Linked DNA regions of Eptesicus fuscus: region 2 is linked to region 1. The links are chromatin contacts, called in public Hi-C maps. All regions are on one chromosome and are shown on one strand. The core of a region is the stretch at or near the end of the contact, and the rest is flanking DNA. Distances in the headings are between cores, read along the strand shown.

The links. Hi-C and Micro-C count contacts between places; a contact is called where the count stands out from the background.
Region 2: a contact with region 1 is called in a Hi-C map of liver, with 5 times the contacts expected there. The contact joins the promoter of NPL here to the promoter of RGS16 in region 1. A contact is called at or near these places in 2 of 2 Hi-C or Micro-C datasets (liver and muscle).

The regions. Positions count from the first base shown.
Region 1 is chr22:24,888,317-24,894,996 of DD_ASM_mEF_20220401, reverse strand. RGS16 (regulator of G protein signaling 16) reads left to right here and starts at 4,325. Exons shown (of 5, transcript XM_028152133.2): 1 at 4,325-4,483; 2 at 5,264-5,374; 3 at 6,139-6,200; 4 at 6,493-6,659. The coding sequence starts at 4,440.
Region 2 is chr22:25,016,228-25,022,907 of DD_ASM_mEF_20220401, reverse strand. NPL (N-acetylneuraminate pyruvate lyase) reads right to left here and starts at 3,249. Exons shown (of 12, transcript XM_054711965.1): 1 at 3,180-3,249.

The sequences.
Region 1 (6,680 bases), core at 3,076-5,575:
GCAGGTCTCCCACACTCCCACCCCATGAGGATTCTGCCAGGAGGGGCGGGGGGAGGGAGGAAAGAGGAGAAAAACCAGAGAGGAATCATCCAAGTGAGCTGCACCCAGTGCCCTAAAGGAGAATCAGGGGAAAAGAGTCATTTCCTACACCCAGGCTGAACTCCGTCAACTTCCCTCACCCCGGGAGGGGAGGGCACCCACAGTTTTGTCACAACCAGCTGGGCAAGGGCCCCCAAGAATATTTCTCTCCCTCCTCATCCAGCCACTTTTATGTTTCTAAACCTCGCAAGCCTGGGCACCTCTGCCTGTGTGTCAGGAATTCCTAAATCTTTCTGCACCTGTCCTGTACCCCCAAACTACGGCTCTTCCTAGCTGCTTCTCCCTCCTGAAGCATGCTCCCTCCTGTGTGTCCAGTTTGTTCCATGGCTCTCAAACCCTCTCACTTCCCAAGCCACCCGCCCCTTGATTTAACACCATAGCCCTATCTGCTCCCTCCCTTCCCTGAACATCTGTTGCAAGGCCAGGCAAGGGTTTCTTTTCATCCCCAGTCTCTACCCGCCCCCACAACGTTAGTTTCCTCAGCTCAGTTATAAGGTCAGTGAAGGCAGGAAAGAGCCTTAAAGGCTGCTGTGTCTCCCACCACTGACTTGGGAACATAGTCAATTCGTAATAAATACTTATTGGTAGGTTGATGGTTGAAATGAGGAGATCTAGACCAATGTAGGGATTGTCTGTGCCAAATCGGAAGTCCAGGAAGTATTTTCATCTCCTCAAACTGTCTTCAACCAAGGGCCCATCTAGACCTCTGCCTTGGTGGAGTGGGTGGAGCAGGGGGGGTCAGAGGGGCTGAAGGAGATGGAAGGCAACGTGGCTGGGTCGCAGTGAGATGTTTCATCCTGAACCCCAGAAGGCCCAGCTGCAGAGCTGTGTCCCCTCACCCTCCATCGGAGAAAACGCAGCTGCGCTGAGAGTGCTGGGCAATGAGGTCAGGTTCCGTCACAGCCAGTGCGATTCATAGGTGAGCTCATCCTTCTGGATTTACAGCAACTGTCGAGTCATTACCGAAATTGCAGTTATGAACCGACCTACCTGCTGGGAAGGGAATTTGGGATAAATTATGAACTTCAAGAAGTTTCTGCCAGGAAACCGAAGAGGTAACCATGGCCACCGGAGGGCTCTTCATCTTGAGCAGGGAGCTCTGTGCTCACGGATTGGATGTGCAGGCCTGCACCCCATGCAACCTTCCCTTTGTCTCTTTTGCTTTCTTTGTCGAATGGGAGACAGACCTAGCTCAGGAATCTGGAGATTCACGGGCCCAGGGTTCAGCTGTTTTCAGTTCCAGAACAATTAACTGAGGGCGGCTTGGGCACAGCCGTTGGATTGTCTGCAGAATGGGAAATAGAAAGCTCCTCTGGCTCAGTGGCAGGGAAGCAGAAAAGAAGAGGTTTGTGGAGGATCTCTGCAATAATCCCGATGATTGTTATCATGTGGCCATGTCCCGGCTCATTCCTACATGGTGCCGCTGAGGGCCAGACTGGGGTTTCATCCACCCGTACACTCGTTTTTGTCCCTTGAAGAACAGCTGTCCCAGACACACCCACACGCCCACCTGGCAGCTGCCCTGGGGCTTGAGCAGCCCCAGGTGAAACAACAACCCTCACCCCGGCTGAGACTTCTCCAGACCAGAGACGGGCCGGGTGGGCGGCGTCCCATGTGGATGAAAGCCGTGCTGAGAAACAGATGCTCACAAAGACATCCTTCCATTGTCTGGTTGCACACCACTGCCCCTCCCAACCCTCACCCATCTCCTGCCCCACACGGATCCAGCCCTGGACGTGTGAGAAAGTTACGTAAGAGCCTGAGTTGGTGAGACGGGGGTGAGGGTGGATGCTGGGAGCTGAGGTGGTGCTGCCCATGTGTGAGATGCCGCTGTACCTGCCCCCTGAGCTCCACTAACCAACCCGCTAACCAACCGGGAGGCTGGGGAAGCACTGACTCTGGCTCCTCAGAGGGCGTTGTGTTTTGACGAACTAGGTCAGGTGCTGCAGGCCCTGGTCAACGAGGGGATCAGCCTGGACAAGGGAAGCCACACACTGTTCTGAGTTGGGCCTCTTGCTCTAGCAGTGCCTCCAGGACACCTCCCAGGCCTTCTCCTCCTCACCCCTCAGTGCTTTCCCCCTCTCCTTCCCCCACCAGCTTTTCTGGGTCTTCTCACTGAGCTCTCTCAGGTGGGGAACCGTTTCTCCTCTTGTTTCTCTTTTTTCCTGAACCCTTTACTTCCAGGCCTTGCTGAGGAATAGAACTCTTAGATGCCCCCTTATGAAATAAAAACCTCACTTCCAAAAGACACAAAACTCAGTACTTACTTTTCCTTACTGTCTAGCAATCCCTGTGTTAAGTAAAACTGAGCACTAACATTTAGTGAGTGCTGACCATGTGCTGAGCACTGATCTTGTTACAGAAGAAATGATGCTTATAGAAGACGGGAGAAAAACCAGAGAAATGGAGTTACGCTGTTTATTACGCCAGTGGGCCCAGAGAGAGATGTCTCCCAAATTTATGACCAAAAACATGGAGGAAGCTTTCCCTATTTATATCTTTCCACCCCCTTTGTCTCCCAAATAAGGGTTTTTCCGGACCTTACATTAGATGACTAGCCTACAAGGTCAGACAGCCAAGTTTATCTTCCCTATTATTCAAGCAGCTAGAGAGCAAAGTTAATTTACAGAGTAAGGGGCCGTCTAAAAATAATAAGAGTTGACTCACAGAATAAGGGATCATCTAATAGCAGAGAATTTCAAACAGTAGTTTTACAAAAATAGGGGTTAGCCTTCTCAGTCTTAGAGCCTTACATGTTATTGCAGGTGCTAATAACACCTATTATTTTGGCATGCCGCCCAAATCCCCTCTTTGGGACCGAGGCCTTCATCCCCAGTGCAGTCTCTTTAGGCGTTCCCCTCGACAGAGAGAGAGAGTTGCCTTGTTTAATATAAGGCCATCTCTTGGGGCAACGGCTTCCAATGAAAGGCCGAGGTGGGGGTATCTGAACCCTTGCTTCAGTGGGGGACAGCTTCAAGGGACTGTTCCACCAGTAGCATTCACCTCCTCCCTCTGCCCACCCCAGCCTCCCTCACTCCTCTGAGTTCTGAGAACTCTGCCCAGCAAGTCTCTGCCTCAGAGGAACTGAATTTCCTGTTTCCTGGGAAACGAAAACTAAGAATTAGCTTATTTACCCCTCACACCCACCTTATGAAATACACATCTCATGTTCTCATCTTAGAGAGGAGGAGAACGAGGCCGGGAAAGGTGAAGAGGCTTGCCCAAGGAAGATCTTCCCTCAGTAAATGGTGGAGCCATGATTTGCAGCCAGGATCTGGCTCTAAACGCCACACTGGCAACCCCGCAAGCAACCTCCTCATGGCGACCCCAGAGGGAGCTGGGGGCAAAAAGGGAGGCTGTATGGCCTTGATGGGAAGGTGAGGAGAGAGGCAGGGGAAGCATTTATCACCTGTATCTCAGAGACCAGGACACTGAATCAGCAGCTCTTATACCCAGGATCACTCATCAGTGACAGAGGTGCTGAGATTCCTTTCTTTCTTTCTTTTTTTTTTGAGGAGGAAGCAGTGGGAAACAGTAAATTCATTACCGTGTAACTCGGAGCAAGTTATTTAACCTGTCTTAGTAAGGGGCTCCCTCAGTCCTCACCTCCCTCCCTATGTCCGCTATTCCCAACTCTAGCATCTCAGGCAAGTCTCTTTCACTTTCTGACTCAGTTTCTCCACTTATCAAAAGGAGGTGATGATGAGATGATAGAGGGCTTCCTTAGCCGGGTGGCCATCCGGCTAGGGGCACAGTCAATGGCAGTTACCAGTATAATCACGATGCTCTCTAGCCCGGGGTTGCATTTCAGGGCCCAACAGGCTCAGGCTGTGATCCACACCATGTGTACCTCCCAGACCCTTCACCCCATTACGAGAATCCTCTATCTCTGCGTTGGTTCCAGCTTTTACCAGAGACCAGCGGGTTTTTTTCCCCTGTAACTGGGTGTGCGCGTCTCATCTTCCTGTGACTTCTCTGCCCGGAGGAAGGCCGTCCCGTGTGACCCCCCCTCCCCGCCGCACCCCCGTGTGAAGGTTGCACGCGGGTGGCGGGGTGCAGTCCTGCGCCGGCGCCCAGGGGGTTCGGCTCGCGGCCCCCGCCTCTGCCTCGGCGGCGCTCAGTCCCGCTCTCGGATTGGTCGGCGGCGAGCAGTCCGCCCCGCCCCCTCCCCTCCGAGAGAATAAAAGCCGCCAGATCGCGGGCTCCGCGCGTGCAGCCTGAAAAACCCAACCCGAGCCGGCGAGTTATCAGCCGCAGCGGACCCTCTGCCTCTCGCGCTGCCGTGCCCACTGGAGCCCGCCACCCATCTCCCCGCGACGTGCTGCCCTGCACCCGCAGCCATGTGCCGGACCCTGTCCGCCTTCCCCACCACCTGCCTGGAGAGGTAAGAGGGGCTTGTCCCGCCGCCCGGAGCCAGTGGGGCGCCGGCTTGGGGACCAGGGTGGGCGGGATGAGAGGATGCTGACGATGGATGGGAGAGGCAGAGGTCACCTGGGTGCCACTTGCTCAGCTGCTCCCCTTAGGACCTTAGAGAAGCACTCGAGCCAAGGGGAGAGAGGCGGGAACACAGGGACCGCTGCTTACTGTCCTTCTCGAGCCTCTGACAAATGGCAGTCCTTCTCAGGTGACCCGCTGAAGACCACGTTGGCATCTCCGGGCCGAACCGGACCCCTAAATTTTCTTAAGCACTTGGTTCTTATTGGCTAGCCCACACCTAGGGGCGTGGCCTCCTCGGGCCCTGGGAAGGCGGGGAGGTGGTTTTGGAGTCCGCAGGTGAGGGATGGGCCCACTTCCCAGGCGGCTACTCAGCTGCCCCCAATCCTTGCTGGAGCTGGTGGCCGGGGAAGGACAAGGTAAAGATGAGGAATTAGTTTCCACACAGTTCCAGAAGTATTCAGCACAAGCCCGGAGGGCGAGAGCAGTGTGACTTAAGTGTCTGAAGTGCTGTAAACTCAAGACAGTGTAAGATCTCCGGAGGCCCGGCTCAAACATTCCTTTCATGGTTTGGGGGTTCATGACACTAAGGAGAGAAGCCAAGTTCCCAGGAACCCTTGAGGCTGGAATTCAGGGGGCGCCAGCCTGAGCTCTTCTGAGACCCCCATAAACCTCTCTGCCCTGGCTGAGCACACGGGGAATCCTTATATGCTCCTGCTTTGTCTTCCAGGGCCAAAGAGTTCAAGACCCGGCTGGGGATCTTTCTTCACAAATCAGACCTCAGCTCCGATGCTGGCAATGCTGGCAAGTCCGAGGGGAGCACCAAACACAGCAAAGAGCGGTGAGTCCTGCTGACCAGCCCAGGGCCCCTAGAGGAGCCCGAGCCAGATTGAGGAAAGGAGTCATGGGAAGGAGAAACTAGGACATGCTGGGGGGGGGGGGGACCTTGGTGACCCCTCCCCGGGCTTCCTGCTGGTCCGCTATGGCTGCTTGGCTCATGGGTGACTGGGAGGATGGCTCCAGGGTTCTAAGTCTGCCCACAGATGAGCGTCCCCAGGACCCGAATGTCCAGTTCTCATACTCTCCCACCTGGAGATGTCACTGCACAGGCCTCCAGGGCCCGGACAGGGTCCAAGACGCTTGAAGTTTTCAATCAATGGATCTACTTCCACGAGTATGCGCCTTACCTAGAAGCCCTTTCATATTGCACATCAACTGTGCCAGGCTCTGGGGTTCTGGGCGGCATACCCTTTATTCACGAGGCCCTTATTTCCTTGGGAAAATGTACAAAACGATACCCACCCCGAGAGTCAGGGGGGAAAGCAAGAATCTTGGACAGCAAAGAGAGCGTCTTAGAAGGTATTTACTGAGGACCAAACGGGGCCTGGCTTTGGTTCCTGGTTACAGACTTGCCTTCTAGAAAATACTTCTGTTCCCCCTCCCCGCAACCGAGGGTTGGAGGAGTCCGCTCCAATAATCACTGAGCAAGTCTTCGTGTGAATTAGGCAACTCCCATCAGAGTTCTGGCTAGGGTTTGTGCTATTGCATGAATTGGTTGGCCTTTTTCTTTAAATTAAAATCTTGGCCTTTTTTTCTTTTGAGCAGAAACTTCTCAGAAGATGTGCTGGGATGGAGAGAGTCGTTTGACTCGCTGCTGAGCAGTAAAAGTGAGTAGGACCCTGTGGTGTCTGTCTGTGGATGGCACGTGTGTGCTCATGCGCTTGGGGGCCAGCCTGAGAGATGCTGAAAGGGGTGGGCAAGATAACAGCCGTAGTAATAATAATAATAATAATGATCCCCTAGTGTGCCAGCCTCTATTCAGAATACAAAGGCAGGTCCTTGTTCGAGAAAATTGCATCCTAAAAATAGAGCCGTTAACGGCAATGGCTGTCTTTGCTTCTTTTATTCCCTGCTGTTCCCTCAGTCTGACCAGTCTCTTCCTCTCTCCCTCCAACCCAGATGGGGTGGCTGCCTTCCATGCTTTCCTGAAGACGGAGTTCAGCGAGGAGAACCTGGAGTTCTGGCTGGCCTGTGAGGAGTTCAAGAAGATCCGGTCAGCTACCAAGCTGGCCTCCCGGGCGCACAGGATCTTTGAGGAGTTCATCTGCAGCGAAGCCCCCAAAGAGGTCAGAGCCCAGATGTGTCCC
Region 2 (6,680 bases), core at 2,000-4,499, 130 kb before region 1:
AAAAATAAGAGATCAAAGAAAGAACATGAACCTAACTCAGGGAGCTCAAATAAATAAAGAATTACTGTAATTTAAGTTGAAATATGGTCAGGAGAACAGGGACATTCTTATCTCTTCAGCTTCATTCTGTTAAACAAGAATCAGCTCTTATAGTTTGAAGGCTTCGGTGTAATCTCTGTAGCTTATCTTCGGATTTACCTAACTATCCTTTCAGATTCTAATCTTGACCATGTGGTCCTGTTTTCCTACTTCTGGTAAACCACATCACAAGTGTTCATTCACCTCTCCCCCTCTAGACCACACTCCCCAGGACCAGGAATACATTTCATTTGCTTTGCCTTTCCTTCTCTGAGTGTTCTGCAGACACCTGTGTCCAATGAAAAATTGATGACTTTCTGGTTGATTGAATGAAGTGTTCAGGTTGTAGCTGAATGATGACTTCTAAGAGTGCCAGACACATAGTAAGTACAAGTTGAGCCTCCTCCATGAAGTCTTGTCTGATGGCTATAGGACATTAGCAAGTACTATCATTATTCCCTTACCAGCTCTTTCCTGTCATCCCAGCTCTACAGGTACCTCCTCCCCAGCCCTAGCTAATTCAGGGGCTAAGTCATTTCCATTTTGTTATCTTCTTTCCTGCATTCCTTCCCTCTCCCCTTACTGCCCCTCTCATAACTTGCCCTTTGTTACCTATTATCTACACCAATGGGTGCAACCCAGGTCTGAGAGGCCCATGGGGGCTCAAGAAAGTTCAAGTGATAAGAGTCCCAAGAGCTGGGTTCAGCACGGAAAGTCTCCTCAATCCAACAGTACTAGGCTGTTCACACTAGACTTCCAGGTTCTTGGGCTTTTGGCTGCATTTATTTCATGCTTAGGGCAGTTACATGATATGGTGGTCAGAAGCTCAGACTGGCAATACACACACACACACACACACACACACCCCTGATTGGTTAAAACTTTCAAAGCATGCGGGAATGGGATGAGAGTTGGGAACCACTGTCCTACCCCCACTCTCTTTATCTTCTTTCAATCCACACAGGCTGCTAGATTAACCTCCCAGTAGCATGGACATTTCTGACCTTGCCTTTGCCAATAACTTTCCACCCTGGCTTTCACGAAATAAATACCAAACTCCCTGGCCTGGGTCTCTGTAAAGATCTCTTCAGCTGGTCCCTGTTGCTACCTACCTTCTCTTGTCTGGCCTGCTTGCCTTTCTCCCATGGTTCTCCCACCTGGAATGCCATTATCTCCCACTTCACCCCCTTCAGCCTAGTCAACTTTTTAAAAGCTCGGGGACATTCCCTGACTCCCCTAAGATGAGAGTAATTTCACACCCCTTAGAATTTCCCCCAAACAATGGCTTTTCATTAAAAGCCTTACGTCAGAGTTATTCGCAGGGTAGTTTGGGCTTCTCTTCTAAACGGTAAGCCACCTGGGAGCAGAGTTTGCTGACTTTGTGAACTGTGAAACTCCTGCAGGAAGGGATGGGGCTGTGGACAAAAAGGGGCCATGTGCTAACCTGACTAGCTCAGGGTGGCCTTGCAAACTCAGAGACCCAAAGTTGGTCTGAAATGAAAACTTTTAAAACCAAAAAGCAGTTGATAGTGGGTAGTCATGTCATAGGCTGGCATCTTCCCTGACAAAGGTCAATCTTTCCTTTAATGGGGCCTATTGTCTTTTTGCATCTATGATAGCATATTACTGGCATGTCAAAGTCATTTTCCTTTTTCCAGACCCCTCAAACCACAGGTAATGCTCTTGGGAGACCACAAATCCCCAAATTGTGATTGTTCATTGTTGACTGTTAACCACCCAAGTAAGAGAAGTGTGTGTCTATCATTTTACTTTTTATCCAATCCCAGAGGTCTCCCCACTTTGCTTTCTCCCACCTCCCTAATCTATCACCAATGGATTTTGTGTAACCCACTTAACGTCTCCTCTTTTGATTGTAATGTATAAAACAAAGTGCAAAACTGCCATTCTCCAGAGCATTACCTCAATCCGTTGAGATTCTGCTTCCTGGCAATTGTCAACAGTTTGGCTCAAATAAACTCACAAAAAGTCTTCACAGGTTTGAATGTTTCTTACCTTAGTAGGTAAAAGATCATAGCAGCTGTAACTGGAGAAGCATGGATATTTTGTCAATTTGAGTTTTAAATAAACTTGGTAATGTTATGCTTTGAAATTCTTTATAGCTTGTATCCAAAGCAAACGGTTAGGATGTTCACCAGCTGAAGGTTTAATGTGAATCTAGAACGTTATTACTCAAAACACTGGGGAGGGAATATTACTTTTGGAATCGTATGCCTCTATCCACAGACAAGAATTCTTAGCGCAAATAATTCAGGTTACCTTAGTCAAATTCTCTGAAAAGGGCAAAGTTTAAAAAAAAAAAAGGAATGAAGGAAGAAGGGGGGAAGGAAAGAAAGAAAAACAGAGTAAGAGAGAAAGAGAAAGGAAGGGAGGAAGGAAAGAAGGAAGGGAGGGAGGGCGGGCAGGCAACTCTGGGTAAGAAGAATGACTTGACAGAGAAATACTTGGAGAGGAAGAAACGAAATAGAGAAACAAAACAAAACTAAAACCAAAACACAGAAATACGACCCACGTCCCATAAAATGAAGAGATTGTATCAAATTCAATCGCTCAACCGCTGATGCTGGTCATTTTGACCAAAGGACCTGGAAGGAATCCAGGGGTCCCTCGCCCCCATCTCCTGACTGGCTTCAGGCCGGAGGGTGTCGCCTTCACCGTTCCTCTGGCCCCGCTTCCCAGCCTACCCGCCTTCTCCTTTCCCTGGGGCCCGCACCTTCTCGCCCGCCCTGGACCCCGTCCCCTGCGCCCTTCTCCTCGCATCCCCGGTGGCCTCCCCGTCCCCGCCCGTCCATCCGCGCCCGCGCGCGCCCCGCTCACCCGAGACGCCGGGCCCGCCTCCCTCGCCGTGGCCGCCGCCGCCGCTCCGCGCAGAGCCGCCGCCGCCACGCGCCGCTCTTTATCCCCGCGGGCCGCCCGCCCCGCGCCGCGCCGCGCCCGCCACGCCCAGGGACCCTGGGGGCTGTAGTTCAGCGGCTCTTCCTGCAGAGCGCGCAGGGCGGCGGGACACGCCGAGTCACGCGGGGTCGCGCACAGTCGCGCGTCCCGCACCCCGAGAGCGGGGTTTGCGCTTCCCGGGGTCTCACCTGAGCCGGTGGGCTGAGCGGCCACCTGCGCGGCGCAGGCTCCCCGAGGCCGGCACGCAGCCCGCTGGCACCTCCGGCCGCCGCGCAGCGCGGGTCGCCCGTGCGCCTCCCACCGGCGGACGCCTCGGGCGCCTCTCCTCCTGACTTTCCTCCCCGCGCGCCCTGCAGCTTCAGGTATTTGGAGGTTGTGGGCTTGGAACCTCAGGTCGCTGTCCCAACCCCGCACACTCTCCCGGCGAAAAAGAGAGGTGACCTGATATCAAAATGGGCAAGGTACTAATGCAGCAGCTTTTCTGGCTTATTCTTGAGAACAATTAAGAAGAGTTTTGAAAGGGAAAAATATTTTTAACCAAAATGTCTCCGCTTGCAGGAATAGCACGTTTATTTTCTAACATCAGGTCCTGTGCTGATAAATCCGAAACACCGCCATAAGCAGGTCCTCTGCTTTCCCGCTGATGTGAGGTAACCTCCGTTTTCCAAACAAAGCAAGGGCTGATGCTTATTATTTCCCTTAGAGAAAAGAAATCCCCCCTTAAGGCTTTCTAGTTTACAAAGTGCTTTTAAATCCATAATAATCGTTATTTTATTACACAAAGCACCAGTAATTAATTCACCAACTCACAAAACAATCCTATGTGGTGGGCGTTATTTTTTATTACTTATTTATTAAAAAATTTTTTTTAATTGATTTCAGAGAGGAAGGGAGAGGGAGAGAGATAGAAAAAATCAGTGATGAGAGAGAATCATTGACTGGCTGCCTCCTGCACGGACCCCGGAGCCTGCAACCTAGGCATGTGCCCTGACTGGGAATGGAACTGTGACCTCCTGGTTCATAGGTCGATGCCCAAAAGGGCTGGGCATGGGCATTATTTCTTAAATTCACATTTTAAAGATGAAGAAGCACCATCCTACTTTACAGATTAGAAACAGAGGTTTAAAGGGCTTACGTGATTTGCCAAAGGCCATAGAGCCACTGAGTGGTTGAGTTGTGATTTGATTTGTTTTCAGATAGTCTGAGAGCTGATATTTTAACCACTATTCTATGTTATCCTTCAATGAAGGAAGGAGGGAAGGAAGGAAGTGTCCTAGTTATATCTATCTGTTTTGTAATGTTAACAAGAACATTGTATCCTAATGGGACAATGTTTGCAAATTTTTCAGTCATACTTTTAATATATACAAAATTAAGTATTTCAATACCTGAAGGTATGGGTCATTGAGCTTAACATCATCAACCAAATAAACCAATATTCTAAATGTTTAAACTCTTGTTTAGTATGTCAATACTAGAGGCCAGGTGCACAAATTCATGCATGGGTGGGGTCCGGCCAGCCCGCCCTGATCACAGCCGATTGGGCATGCTGGCCAGGGGGAGGGGACACGGAAGGTTGGCTGGCCGGCCCCACCCCGGATTGGGGTTCGAGGGCTGATCAGGGGTGAGGCTGGCTGGGGGGAGGGGCTGCAAGCAGTTGGCTGGCCAGCCCCCTGGTCGAACTCCCAGTCGAACTCCTGGTAGAGGGGACAATTTGCATATTAGCCTTTTATTATATAGGATGGCAGTCAAAGCAATTCCTTATAATAATGTGTTAGGTTACTAAGAAGCAGATGCTAAAATGGGATTTGATGTGCAGGAGACTTACTTGGGGAGGGAGAGCCTTCAGGTTGTCATGCAGGGCTGACACCTGTGGAAGGAGAGAGAGTGCCCATCTTCCTGGGACAGAGGTTCCACACTGCACCATTGATGAGGAGGTTTGAAGGAGGACACATCAGAGAATCCACTCTCTGGCCTTAAGAAACCCAAAGTCTCTACTGTGAATTGTGGGAAAGACATTTATCTTTAAAAAGATGGTAAGTGCAGCAATAGACCTCTGCAAAGATTTTAAGAAACATGGAGGAGAGACTAATCTGGGCTGAGAGGTGACTCTGTGTAAGTGTGTATGTGTGTGTGTGTGTACATGATGAGGCAGGAAACTATTTCAGAAATTCTTCCTGGGGGAGGTGACAACTGAGCTAAGTCAGACAAGAGTAGGGCCTAGAAGAAGGGAGAAGCAACAAAAGGCTGAGTGCTAGCTTCAGCCCTCTAACACTTTGCTGGTAAGCGGCAAGGGCTCAGTGACATTTCTTATATTGTTCAGTATTTTATCATCATTACCACTTAACTTTTTATGCTTTTACTAGAGGCCTGGTGCATGAAAATTCATGCACTGGAGGGTGGGGGTCCCTCAGCCTGGCCTGCCCCCTCTCACAGTCCGGGAGCCCTCAGGGGCGGGAGGCGACCTGGCGATCAGGGAAGGTAATGCCCCATCACACCTTTGCTGCTGCCACTCCTGGCAGCGCAAGCCTCAGCCGGCCCTGGGTGGCTGGGCAGCCGATATCCGAGGCTTGCCTGTGCCTCGGGCTGGCACTGGGTGGCTGGGGAGCTGAGGGGACTTGGGGACTCTGGAGGCAGGCTCAGAGCGGCTGGGCCCACGGCCTTGTGGCACGCCTGCCGCCCCAGCAGGGCTGAGGGGACTGGGTACTGCCATCTTGTGGCTGTGGGTGCCACCATCTTTGAGGACAGGGCAGTCAATTAGCATATTCCCTCCTTATTGGCTGTGGGTGCTACCATCTTTGAGGGCAGGACAATCAATTAGCATATTCCTTCCTTATTGGCTGTGGGTGCTACCATCTTTGCAATGGCATGAGGGTCAATTAGCATATTCCTTCCTTATTGGCTGTGGGCATGAGGGTCAATTAGCATATTCCCTCTTTATCAGATAGGATTTCTTGACCTCTAACTCCACTGGGAGGTAATCAAGGCTGGCAACATGTCCTGCTTCTTTGTTTTCCCACAGTCCAGAGCGCAGTGCAGGGAGGTTGGGATTGGAGACATATGCTCCCTTCAACTCTCTTGTTTTGTAAATAAATAAATAAATATTTATTTATTTTGTTATATATTTATTTATTTCACATCATCTTTTTCTCCCCACCACAATTCAAGCTTGAAAGCCAGTGATGAAGAGGAAATAGCTTGGGGATATAGAGTTTAGTCCTCCCCATTAGTTTGTAAGTTTCCTGAAGTCCGTATGTGTCTATTCTGTTCCCTGGGACCCACATAGTGCCTGTTACATGGCAGGCACTCAAGAAGTAGTTGAATCAGTATCAAATGCAGAACGAATGTTGATAACTGAGAACAGAATGCTAGCTCTGTGGCCTTTAGCTCTGAGGAGAGGTTGGTGCCTCCTTGTGCTGATGCAATAGTAGGGGCCCCTGTGGCCAGGAGGATTGGTGTCAGCACAGAGAAGGGGAAGCTAGGGAGCTTGGCAGGCACAGGAGCTGGAGGAAGAGGACTGTCGTGCCCCTTAGAGGACAGGAAGGGAGGAATTCTGGGTGTGGATTAAACCTGGACATTGTTGCCTCCTTGCTGACTTGGAGACCCTCTTTCTGAATTGTACCTCTGGACTGATGTGCCAATGGGTTAAGCATGCTCATTTGTCATTTTCTAATCATTGGAAAATTTGG